Regions from separate parts of the Mus musculus genome. Here all the other regions are linked to region 2. Evidence: chromatin contacts called from public promoter capture Hi-C data. All regions are on one chromosome and are shown on one strand. Each heading gives the region's core, a stretch centred on a gene start, on an enhancer-like site or on the middle of the called end of the contact. The rest is flanking DNA. Distances are from core to core; before and after follow the strand shown.

Region 1 (3,460 bases), core at 63-2,562, 180 kb before region 2:
TGATGCTTGTAGGTTTGAGACATTCCATCCATTTGCTTGATGGACTTCTGATAACTATCCCTGCCCATTGGGTATGAAGTTGACCCCAATTATGCAGCTGACTGCCTTAATGACGGAGGATTTTTAGAATGGCCACCTACATTTAGTAGCGAGCTTTCTTGTCTGGCTACCTGATGCTTATTATCCACGAAAGCCAGGACTTCAAAACTGATGAGATTCTATTTTATTTTTATTTTTATTTTTTATGACTGCTGCAAATGAAGAGTGCAGGGAGAATTTGGAAATGAAGGGAAGTTGTTGGGCTCAAGGCTGTCTGCACTGTAGATGTGGTCTGCCGGCCCCGCAGGAATTGAGAAAAGCAGGCTTTTCAACCCTTTGCTGCAGAAGCCTTGTTATCGCAGAAATAGACCACTTGAGATGGAAGTGCAGATGGATTTGCTGCCGATGACAGCTCACCAGGACCCAGCTCTCCATTCAGGTACATTGATATGCATATTCACTCTACTGGAAAAAAAATCATCTCCTCTTCTACCCTGGGACACGGCTTCCGTAGGCTCTGGAATCTGCTATTTTATACCCACCTGCTGGTACAATATAAGCAGCTGCAATAGGCATCAAGCTATGAAAAGCTCGGAGGAGCACTATTGCAGTGTGAATTGCTTCCTCGCTCGGTGCTGTTTGGTGATCGCAAGATGGATTGCCAGATTAACACAGGAACACAGTGTTTGTGTAAGGAACAGGAGGGCGATTTCCTCCTGTTTCTCCCACCAGCCATTGCTTACCAGGCCCTCTGCCACTTATAAAAAATGAGGCACTTGCTAATGTCTCTTCGAAGAAATTCCAAGGCCAGAAACACTGACTCAAAGGGAACCTGCTTTGTTTTCTTTCCTCTTCTGGATTTCCACACAGAAGACTCTGATGCCATTGGCCAAAATAGGCCACTGGTCCATGCAGTGGCTGGCTAGCAGGAGCTTCCCCCAGAGCAGTTTGTTGACCGTTTGTGTTGTATCCCTTGAAGGAACTAATAAACATAGCCAAATGATGAAAGTTGGTTTTGAAACACAAAACTTGTTGACCAAAGAAGTCCAGGGAAGTGGAGGCTTTGGGAGCCTGCGCATCCATGTGGCCAATCTACGTTAACATCTTGTCTTCAGCACGCTGACCTCGCTTTGATTCAGGCATTTTTGAAAAGGATTCATTTCTTCTCCATTTCAAAGCTGTTTATCTGGCTTAGAAAATAGCTGCTTTAAACAGAAGCCTTTACACTTGTCTGGGTAAATTCTGTTCCAATTTTTGTTTTGGCCACAAGTCAAAGATAACAGCTGTGCGCTTGTGGGTTCACTGAACTCTACGCGCTTGTTGGCTGCATCACCGACCAGAGGGAATAACCAATAATTAGAACATTTCGGGTCATCTTGGGGAAGAACAGAGTTTTCTCATGTTTGGAAAGGTGATGTGGCCTCCCTTGGATTTTTCCAAATGTGACTGAACGTGGAGCGGAATGCATGAGCCAGGACTCAACCATTGTGTCCTCCGTTCCCCAAAATAACACAGGAGAAGTGGAGGCTGAAAACTATTTTTAATGTTTCCCAGCTTAACTACAGCTACACAACGGGCCCTCACGGTGATGGTGGGGGAAAGCTCTCATGTATTCCTGGCACATCGGCATTTCTGATCATAATGATTTGTGACTCGGAAGTCGAAAGCTGCTGAGTTCCTTCCTAGTTGAATCAATACAAGTTTACATAAATATATGTTTCTGTTTCCTTTTGTTCCTGCTTAGGCATTGATGTTTACTTGCTGGCGACTGTAGACAATGGAAGATAAACAAAGGAGAGGGAGGGAGGCTCAGACAGAGAGATGGTTCAGGAGAAATTATTTGGGCGGGTTCTAAGCTCTTTCCTGATGATGACTTTTTAGTTAGTTTTGCTCCGGCAGAGTAATGTTATATCTTTATTTGGAAAATAAAGGACTTTATCTTGTTGATCTGAATCATAATAACCTGTGAGTTTATTCTGTTGATTATATCATTGCTGCAGGGTAAATGCTCCTGTATCAGTGTTTGATGTGCTAAAGCTTTTCATACCACAGACATGTATCCAAAAACATTAATCCACAGGAGCATGGAGGCTGTTTTGCTCTTGAATGTAGGAGTCAAGAAAACATCTACACCATAATCAAAGACTCCCCTGGTCAAACAGACCAGGCTGGTACTGATAGCCTGTTTAATTTTTCACTTGGCGTTATGCTGTGGAGAGGAGATCTTTGACTTCTACTTGAAAACCCACATATATGAAGTGGAGGTCACATTTTCAATGCCTTACCTCCAGGATAGTCTTCATTACCAAGCTACAGCTCATCACACCATCCCACTCTCAGAGCTGTGGGAGGTGTCATGGGTCCCTTCAAGGCTGCTCTTTACTGTGACCTGTGCTGTTGATCAGTGGTAGAAATGTACCTGGCTCAGGTCACAAGCAGGATCTAAACGCAAGACCCTGTTAGCTCAGCAAACTCTAGCTCACAGACTGCCTAGGGTTGGGATGGGAAGCCAGTGATCTTATGCTGAGCTTATGAACAACATTGCCATGCTGGCCAGAGGCATATCTGCGTTCCTTCAGGCTTCTTGCTGTCAGTTTGAACCCACAGCTCTTCTCTTTCAGCACCTCCGACTTTCTTGTTGTTAAGTCCCATCTCAACAAGAACGCAAATGAATTATTAACGATGAAAGTGAATGAATGATTACTAGTTCATTTAGATACTTTTCACCATCTGAGTTTACTCAGGGAATGCCCGGCTTGACATAGAGATATGCATAGATTTTTGACTTATTATTTTAAAAATATTTTGCTGGTATTTTATGTTTGAAAGGAAAAGTTCTAAGTCCCTTAGTGTCAATGTGATTAGATCATGTTCACGCTATTGGCTAGTATATGACCATTAAATAGATTGTCATAATTCATATCAGAACTAATGCTATGAGCTAAAAACAGAGACTATCATCCCAAAAGTTGTGCTGAAGAAATATTCATACCATGCTCCCTCCCCGAAAGATGTGTGATTTAGGGCCCACTGTATGCAACTCAGCAGTTTATAGCCAATGCATCCCTGAAGACTGTGCCCTAAACTGGTCTAGAGAACAAAGGACTGAATTACTCAGGACTATTTAAAAAACTTTCTTAGGAGATGGAATGTGTGAGTTCAAGCTCAGGAGACTCAGCAACACTTGTTCTTCCTGCAACAAGACACAGATGGGCTGCCACACATTTCCTGTCTGATTGGAGGATCCCTCTAGGATTGAAGGAACAAAGGGTGACAGGAGAGGAAACTCCCAGCATCCCGGAGATGGCCTGAGCTTGCAAATCATTTTCAGTGTCAAGCTTTAGGATCTGGGAAAGACAAGAGAGTGTGCAGGAGGGATTTGCATTCCCCTCCTCAGCGTTTCTGGCAATGGATTGATTGA
Region 2 (4,042 bases), core at 880-3,379:
CTGAGATCTCATGACATTTCCCCCTGCCCCCAAGATTCAACTTTTAAAATCGCTGCCAAGGAGGTTGTCAAAGGAACATGTACTCATTGGCATAATGAGACCTTACTTAATTTTTTTTAACCACACAAAAGCACATAAATATACTACTTCTATTATTAATTCATTAACAATGAATAATTTCTGGAGCATTCCTCTTGCTGAGATGATATTATATGAGTGATGTTTCTGCATGGTTTTATGGAAGTGATATTTTGGGGGTAGGTTTTTTTTTTTTTTTTTGAGCCTACCAAATTGAGTTACATAGGAAGGGCAGATGATTTGACAGTTTCTCAACTGTGCGCTGACATGCCAAGCTCAGATTTCACTTATGGTAACATAAGGCAAAGCCTTTTGTCACTACTTGAAAGTTTATGTTGTCTATTGAGGGAACACACAGTGTTTTGTGTTAGCTTCTTGTCTTTTTTGTTTTGTTTTGTTTTTCTTTACAAATCTCAGCTTGAACACTTTGCCTAAGAGGGTGCTCAGTTTTATCATTCTGAATTGTGACATTATATGGCTCTTCGGGTAAATTTTATTTTCAGATGGGGAAAGCAAAGTGACACTGTGCAGATTTGCTTACGTATCCTGTCTCATCATTAATGCCTTGGTGGCCACTGGTACTCGGCCTTGCCCATCATGTGATATGGCTAAGCAAGGGGCCTTAAACAAACACAGGCTGACCTACAGGACTCCCTTCCTGCATAACAATCTCTCAAGAACAAGAACACTTGATTTTCCATATTAAATATAAGGTAAAATGACACCATTCATCAACGTGGAGTAGAGGGACCTCTGAGGTCACTCTAGTGAAGGATGCTGTTCCTGTTGAGATTGAGTACAAAAATACAACGTTTCTTCCATTGTTTAATGCTTATTCGCCCTTCCTCCTAAGGATACATTTCCTTGTACTAAAATAGACACATACTACAAATCCTGAAGCCAGTCTTCTGGTCCCTGTTTCCTGTCACCTATTGTTCTTATGGCCTTCATTTCTCCCAATCAACATCCTGTTGTTTTTTTTTTCTCCCCACAACTTAATTTGAGTTCGTGTAGATTGGTTCTCCAGTCTTGTTATCTTTTCAATCCAGCCTTAGAGGAGTAGTGTATTTATTACAAATGTATGCATTTCACAGTCTTTAGAAAGATTGGCTTACATATAATGATAAATGTGAGAAAAAGCAGCTATTTTCTGTTATCATAACCTGCCTGCTCGGTTTTCTTTCCACTGCCAGGAGTTTTCATGGGTACAAGGCAAAGCAAATTGCAATCACCTGAGTATACTCCACTCTGCTTCTGTCACACTGAATGATGAATATATTTATTCTTCAGCTCAGAATCAATATATCTATACCTCCACCTATTTGTCTATCTATCTATCTATCTATCTATCTATCTATCTATCTATCTATCTATCTATCTATCTATCCTTCTACCTACCTACCTATCTATCTGTCTTTCTATGTGCACCCATGCCTTGTCTTTATGCATTGGCAAATGATAAGGAAAAGCTAAAGGGAACAGCTTGAAAATACTTTATGGGATCAATGAAAGAATGTTTTATGCTCCTATTTGAATGTCTAAGGCCTGTGGTAAGACAGCTTTTAAGGTCAAGCAGAGAGGGATATTTTCCTCTCTTAAGCATCTATCAACAGTCCTTGGAAGAGCAGTCAGTGCGAACATAATTTAATATGCCTTCTCCCTGAAAAGAATGTCTCTTTGACATCATGTCACCACGCGTGCTTCAAGAGAAGATTTTCAGGTGGTCTGTTTTTCTGCATTGATTTCCTTTTATCATTTTAGTCACAGCTTCAATTTTTTTTTTATGTGTTGGAGAAACAAACAAAAAGTCGTGCTGAACTTCCTCATTCATCTGGCATTCTCCTTCCATCCTGGTAACAATGTGCAGCTGCTACCCTGCAGATGGCACACAGCCTGGCTCCAGGATCTTCTGACTGTTAAGTCACTCCTGGCTAGACTATGGTCACTTGTGGCTAGACTGAGGCATGGCTCCCTGGGGATGAAGGACCAGGTTTGACAGGCACAGCTGAGAAAGCCCAGGCATATCAGAGATGTGTCTCTTGCCAGCAGGGGCTGCTGCAGAGCAGGGATCGGCAGGTTGTTATTCCAAAGTAGAACCTGGAAGAGTGTCAGATGTATTGAGGCAAGAAATTTAGGAAATGGGAAATGACTGGAGATAATGAAATGAATACAACTGAAATCAGTCAGGAAAATACAATACGCTTTAAAGAAGTCTTGTTAGAACTATATGTTGAGATGTGAATGCAGATGTGTGTGTGTGTGTGTGTGTGTGTGTGTGTGTGTGTGTGTGTGTGTGTGTCTGTAGCACTGGGCACTGTTCTTGAGAAAGAAGATGTGATACTAGAGAAGAAACATGTGGAAAACACGCTGTAAAATGGTGAGAAACACAAATACTTCTGACAAATCTAACAGATGTTAAAAACAGAAAAATGACCCCCTCTTAACCTTTTACTTCTTTTTCTGAAGATAAATCTCACAAGTTAAAGACCTTGCAGACATTTTTTCCCTATTTATCACCTTAAAGAGAATTTACTTAAACATTTGCATACTTTGTTCATAGTTTATTTTTTAAGGAAAATGTTTCTGTGAATGGTGGTGGTTTAAATATCTATGGCAAGTAGGCAGCCAGGAAACACACGTTCACCTTTCCTGAAGAGTGCTCAATGGAGTGTATGGACTCATGCTGTCACATCCCTCTATACATCACATGAACTCCACTTTCTTAGGGTAAGGCATTTCCTCAGTACTCTATATCCTGACTGCTGTGAGTGTAAGGATGGGTTACATTCTCCTTAATCCCCGAATTCCAGAGGAAAATGAAAGTTGAGGGAAAAAAGAAAACCCTTTTTATTAATCACACATTAGATAGTTCTGAGGGAATAACTGATCCCCACATTAGAATTAACTTTTAAAAATTGCATTTATTTGTGTGTGTTTGTCTGCATTCGTGTGTGTGTGTGTGTGTGTGTGTGTGTGTGTGTGTGTGTGTGTGGTGTGTGTGTGCGCATGCACGTGCACCACAGTATATGTGTAGAAAACAGAGGACAACTTGGGAAAGTTGGTTTTCTCCTTCTATCATGTATGGATTGAACTAATATTGTTAGACTTGGTGGCAGACAACTTCACAGGCTGAGACATCTCAGCCCTGTATTTGAATTATACATGCAATCCAAGTGAGCCTTTATTGAAATAGAACCAGTCAAAGTAAATTTTTTTTATAATAAAGCAAGCAAAGAAAAAATATACATAAAATAAAGAATCCTACACACCTGTTGGTAGAACACCACAGAGGAAAAGAGGCTGTAATAGAAATGCTCTTGCTCTACTCAGCAGTTCAGGAAGATCAGCTAAAATGTCACGCTAAATGAAGGAAAGGGAATGAAAAAGCTGTTGAGTTTAGCTTTATATAAATATTGCAAGCACTTATGTATGCATTGGATTCTCTGATATCTAATTTAAACTATTATTGATTAGAATTCTTTCAAAATGACATTCGGTACCTTGAAAGTAGTCCTGAAAGTCTTTATGAAATGATACCTTATCATTCCTCCCAGGTTTGAACAGGGATTAGTTGAAAAAAACTAGCTGAAAGCTAATGCATGAGTGAATCAGGTTATAAAATTGATAGCATCTATGAAAGTCTTCAAGAATTCAGTTCACTTTGACGGAAACATATTTAGCATCTACTAGGTGCCAGATACTATATTAGGAATTAAGAATTATTACAAGAATAAGACAATGTTACTTTCCTAAATGAAGTTAGAGGCTCAAGGAGAGGATCAGTGGATTTAAAAATGTGAGCACTATCATGAAAGATATTCACAATGTATTACACTCTTTTGGAAGTACTATGGGGAGTGTTGAGTTATAAACAATGGGAATCAGGGTTGGGGAGGGCTTTGTGAAGGACCCTGTAGTTGATTTTCAAGAAGTAATATCAATTAACTAAAGAAATAGGATATGG
Region 3 (3,836 bases), core at 1,244-3,743, 150 kb after region 2:
ATCATTTGTGGTGAATTCTTAGAGAGAAACAAACCAAAGAACTTCTACTTATGTTCCAGTGGCTTCTTGCCGCCTCTGCAGGCTCATGCTGATTGGCAGAGCTTCGGGATTCCTTCTGGATCAAACTGCCTTTACGTGAATGGTGTTTGTGAGGGGATCAAGCTACCGCTGCTGGTCATGTAAACTGAACTGCTGTTATCCTGACCACACAGATTGGATTCTCCCCAAAGAACTATATCTAAAGAGATCCACATCTTCCTTTGCCCTCCTAACCTTTTCTTTCTACTACCTCTTGTGGGTAATGGGCTAGAAGGGAGGTTAAAGTATTTAAGTATACTTATAAAAGTGGGTTTTAAATCTAAGCCTACAGCCGCTGTCTGCAATTGGCAAAAGCACAGGCCAAAATTTATCAAAGCAAGAAAGTGAGTAAGTGAAGAGACAACCCAGGGAGTAGAGGAAAATAACTTCAAGCTCTCCACATGATAAGGCATTAATATCCAGAGTAGGCAAGTAATTTTAACTCAATAACAAGAAAACAAATAATATGCTTAAAAATAAGCAAAATACCCAAATAGATAGTTTCCTGTGAAAATCATAGAAATGATTGACAGGTTTCTTCTTAAAATTATGCTCATGAAAAGACTGGAAATGCAAAACACAGGAGATACCACCTCAAAGTGAATGACTATTATCAAAAAGGTGAAAACGAACATGTCTTTGTGAGGACACAGAGAAAATGAAACACTTGCAGATGATCATTACCAACGTAAACTAATACAGTTATTACAGAAAAGAGTGTGAATACTCCCTCAAAAAAATCAATCTAGTATTTACTATATGATCTATATCCCACCCTTAGGTATACATAGAACAGAAATTTAAAAAGCATTTTGAAGTGCCTCTTAAGCCCTGTGTATCATATTTAATATAACTAAGATATGAAACAATACTAGACATCTGTCAGTGAATATGTGAATATAGAAAATGTGATTTTGGCACATGCACAGTGTAGTAATTCTCTGCTTGAATAAAAGAAAGCATGATACTTGTCACAATGTACATGGACCTGGAGGGCATTAATAGGAAATGTGTAAGACAGAAACACTACATGATCTTATATGTAGGTGGAATTAAAAAAAATGTTGGTTCTCATAATTGAGAATAAAAAGGTGATGACCAGGGTCTGCCATGGAGTGGTAGGATGGTCAGGGTGGAGTGGGTAGAGCTGGTTAGGAAGGTATCAGCTAAAAAGTGCAAAACTTCAGTTGTGTGGTAGAAATAAGCTTAAGAGGTCAATTGAACAGCATGATAGCAATAGGCCGTGTTAGTATGTTATATCTTAAAAATCTCTAAGAAAGTAATTATATATCTCAATATAAAAGTAAGTGTGATATAATGAAATTTAATTAACTCAGTTAAGTCATTCATATACATATATCAAAATAATATTTTGCATATGTAAGTACATATGATTTTAATTTATTGATTTAAAAATTAGTCACAAGGAATGCTCCTAAGTTTAAATTTGCTTTGATTAGGTAATAATTTGGGATATAGAAACAAAACAACAGCTTTCTATTTATTTTGCTTTAGCATCATGTACACAGGCTTCTCCAATGCCAACAGATGAGCGGAGAGTTGGCTTTGAGTCCTAATGGCCTAACATGGTCTTTCTATGACCTTTATTCTTCCCATGACACTTGCTTGCTGAGTCTCTCAGTGCCATTCACTCTCTGTTCTACACTATCATGTATTCTCCAGCCATATCATGTGTATCTGTTAGCCAATCATTTCACTATTTCCATGGCAACCAGTCTCCTTTTATATGGTGATGGAATGGACACCATTTCAGGGAAACAAAAACACCCTCAAAATTTCCAATGACACTAACCTATCCCCAGTAGGTACACAGGAAAGACATGATTAATTATGCCTCATGATTAAGATCTTGTCAGGATGATAAAAACCCTCCCTTCTTGGCAGAAAAAGTTACTTTTTGGAGACTTCTGTAAACTGTGAAATTCTAGGACCAGGAATCAAGCTTCATTTAAATATGACTATGAAGAATTTAACACTTAAAAAAAAATCTGTGAGCTATTTTAATAGGTACATTTGTACCAGTTATCAACTCCTTGGGAATCATTAAATGATCTCATATGGTATGTTATTTACAAAGTCCAGTATGTTTACATCAATAGAAAAATTGATAGCCATGCATTGAATGTACATCAAATTATATGTTATAATCACTATTTTGATAATCATGCTTACTGGAATAATGATATGACAGATAAAGGACATTTGGTGACAGATACTTAAAACTTAGTCATGAATGTATGAAGTGCCAAACTCTGCTGTAAGGCTGCCCTCTAAAAGCCCCATAATAAAATCAATGCCAAATTTTCATTTGTTAAAAAACAGAAGATTCCTGGATTGTACTGCCTCTGAATCAGAGGGGAAGAAGCATTTTCTGAAACCCGTCTTTCAGACAAATATCAAGTGTGACTTTCATAACGATAAAGCAAGAGAGTCACTGATGTTGGCACTGTGAGCTATTTATGAATTTTGAATCAAAGCACAGTAGGACAAAGCAGCCTTTTTCTATCCCACCTCAGTACAGAGGGTGGACCAGAGACGAGAGAGCTGGAAGGCTGATACAAGGCACTAGGTAAGGAACCGTGGATAAAGTCCAAGTGAAGGGATAGATTTGTTGGCACGACGATGCAAAGACATAGAAAGCCGAGACTAGGAAACACGATGATTTACTACGTGGTCACAATGTAGAGCAAAGGAGTTTGGTGATTGCGAACTTCTGTGATGGTGGGAACACGCCACCCTTTTCAGGGAACAAACTGCAGAGGAGGACAGTAGCAGCTGCTGCCTGTGAATCCATGCTGATCTGTAGGAGGCTTCATATCCCACACATGTGAGTCATGCTGTGTCTGCAAGTACATGTACCCATAACAAAACTCACGCTAGCTCTGTTCCACAGATGCGGCATCTCCCTACCTGACTCATGAGTAAGAGGTCTTTAGAGAAGTGGGTGAAGCCCAGAGATTTAACGATACTGTGCATGATTATTGGGTTAAAGGCTTGTCTAGCTTTTACTTTAGAAGGTATTGTTATTCACTTCAATTTAAAACCAAGCATCACATGATAACAATCCTTACCTTTGTAGAATGTACAGCATGGAGTTTGTATATTAACATAGGATTTATTCCATCTATTCTTGCAAGCAGTGTTCTGTGCTAGACTGCACAAGTCATTTTTCTCATATCTGTGAGGAGAGATTTGGTTGCTTGCTGCCTCTCCATGTGAGATACATCTGCATCTACAGTCTTCCTTATCTTGCCTTTAGAGACCAAACTAAATATCACCCCTTCCAAAGTTTCTCCAATCCCCCTTCACAACTTCTTCCTCTCATTGCCTGAATGTTCTACACACGATATATTATTCCTGTCATTTCTTTGCATTTAGTGATTCACTCATCTTGATCTCTATCTCTGACCACAGCGTAGGTCAAAGGAAACCCTGTAGACCAAAGCTGAAGTTATGTTTGCATCTAAGATCAGGAGTGTCAGAGATGATAAAGCATCAATAGACCTGTCAGTCAAGCTCTGACTCAAGATCCAAGACATTCAGTGGATGTGAGAGGGTTCCTATCACATCATATGAAGTGTTAAAGTCAGGATCAGGGTAAAAAAAAAAACCTGACACTTCAAATTGTGGATGAACGCCCTTAAAGAAAGCCAAGTAAGAACACAGCTCAAGTCAGTTCTCTGTCCTGAGGGATTCACTTTCCTAAAGTCTGCATTTTTTTTTCTTTCTGTCCAGAT

What was found. Promoter capture Hi-C pulls out the DNA fragments that hold promoters and counts their contacts.
Region 1: a contact with region 2 is called in a promoter capture Hi-C map of hippocampal neurons, with 2.8 times the contacts expected there. The contact joins two enhancer-like sites.
Region 3: a contact with region 2 is called in a promoter capture Hi-C map of hippocampal neurons, with 5 times the contacts expected there. The contact joins two enhancer-like sites. A contact is called at or near these places in 1 of 39 promoter capture datasets (hippocampal neurons) and 4 of 484 Hi-C or Micro-C datasets (cerebral cortex, cortical neurons, forebrain and 1 more).

Annotation. Positions count from the first base shown.
Region 1 is chr14:86,487,568-86,491,027 of GRCm38.p6, reverse strand. No RefSeq gene overlaps it. Among named protein-coding and RNA genes, the nearest start is that of Gm32969, 37 kb to the left of the region's middle. Within about 2 kb of position 1,312, at least 33 of the 459 cell types and tissues checked have an H3K27ac peak or open chromatin away from gene starts, as enhancers often do. A contact at or near this core is called in hippocampal neurons, where this site is marked.
Region 2 is chr14:86,306,023-86,310,064 of GRCm38.p6, reverse strand. Gm32860 (a long non-coding RNA gene) reads right to left here. Exons shown (of 4, transcript XR_383673.4): 3 at 3,348-3,438; 4 at 1,867-2,175. Among named protein-coding and RNA genes, the nearest start is that of Gm32815, 8.1 kb to the right of the region's middle. Within about 2 kb of position 2,129, at least 10 of the 459 cell types and tissues checked have an H3K27ac peak or open chromatin away from gene starts, as enhancers often do. A contact at or near this core is called in hippocampal neurons, where this site is marked.
Region 3 is chr14:86,158,363-86,162,198 of GRCm38.p6, reverse strand. No RefSeq gene overlaps it. Among named protein-coding and RNA genes, the nearest start is that of Gm32729, 13 kb to the left of the region's middle. Within about 2 kb of position 2,493, at least 16 of the 459 cell types and tissues checked have an H3K27ac peak or open chromatin away from gene starts, as enhancers often do. A contact at or near this core is called in hippocampal neurons, where this site is marked.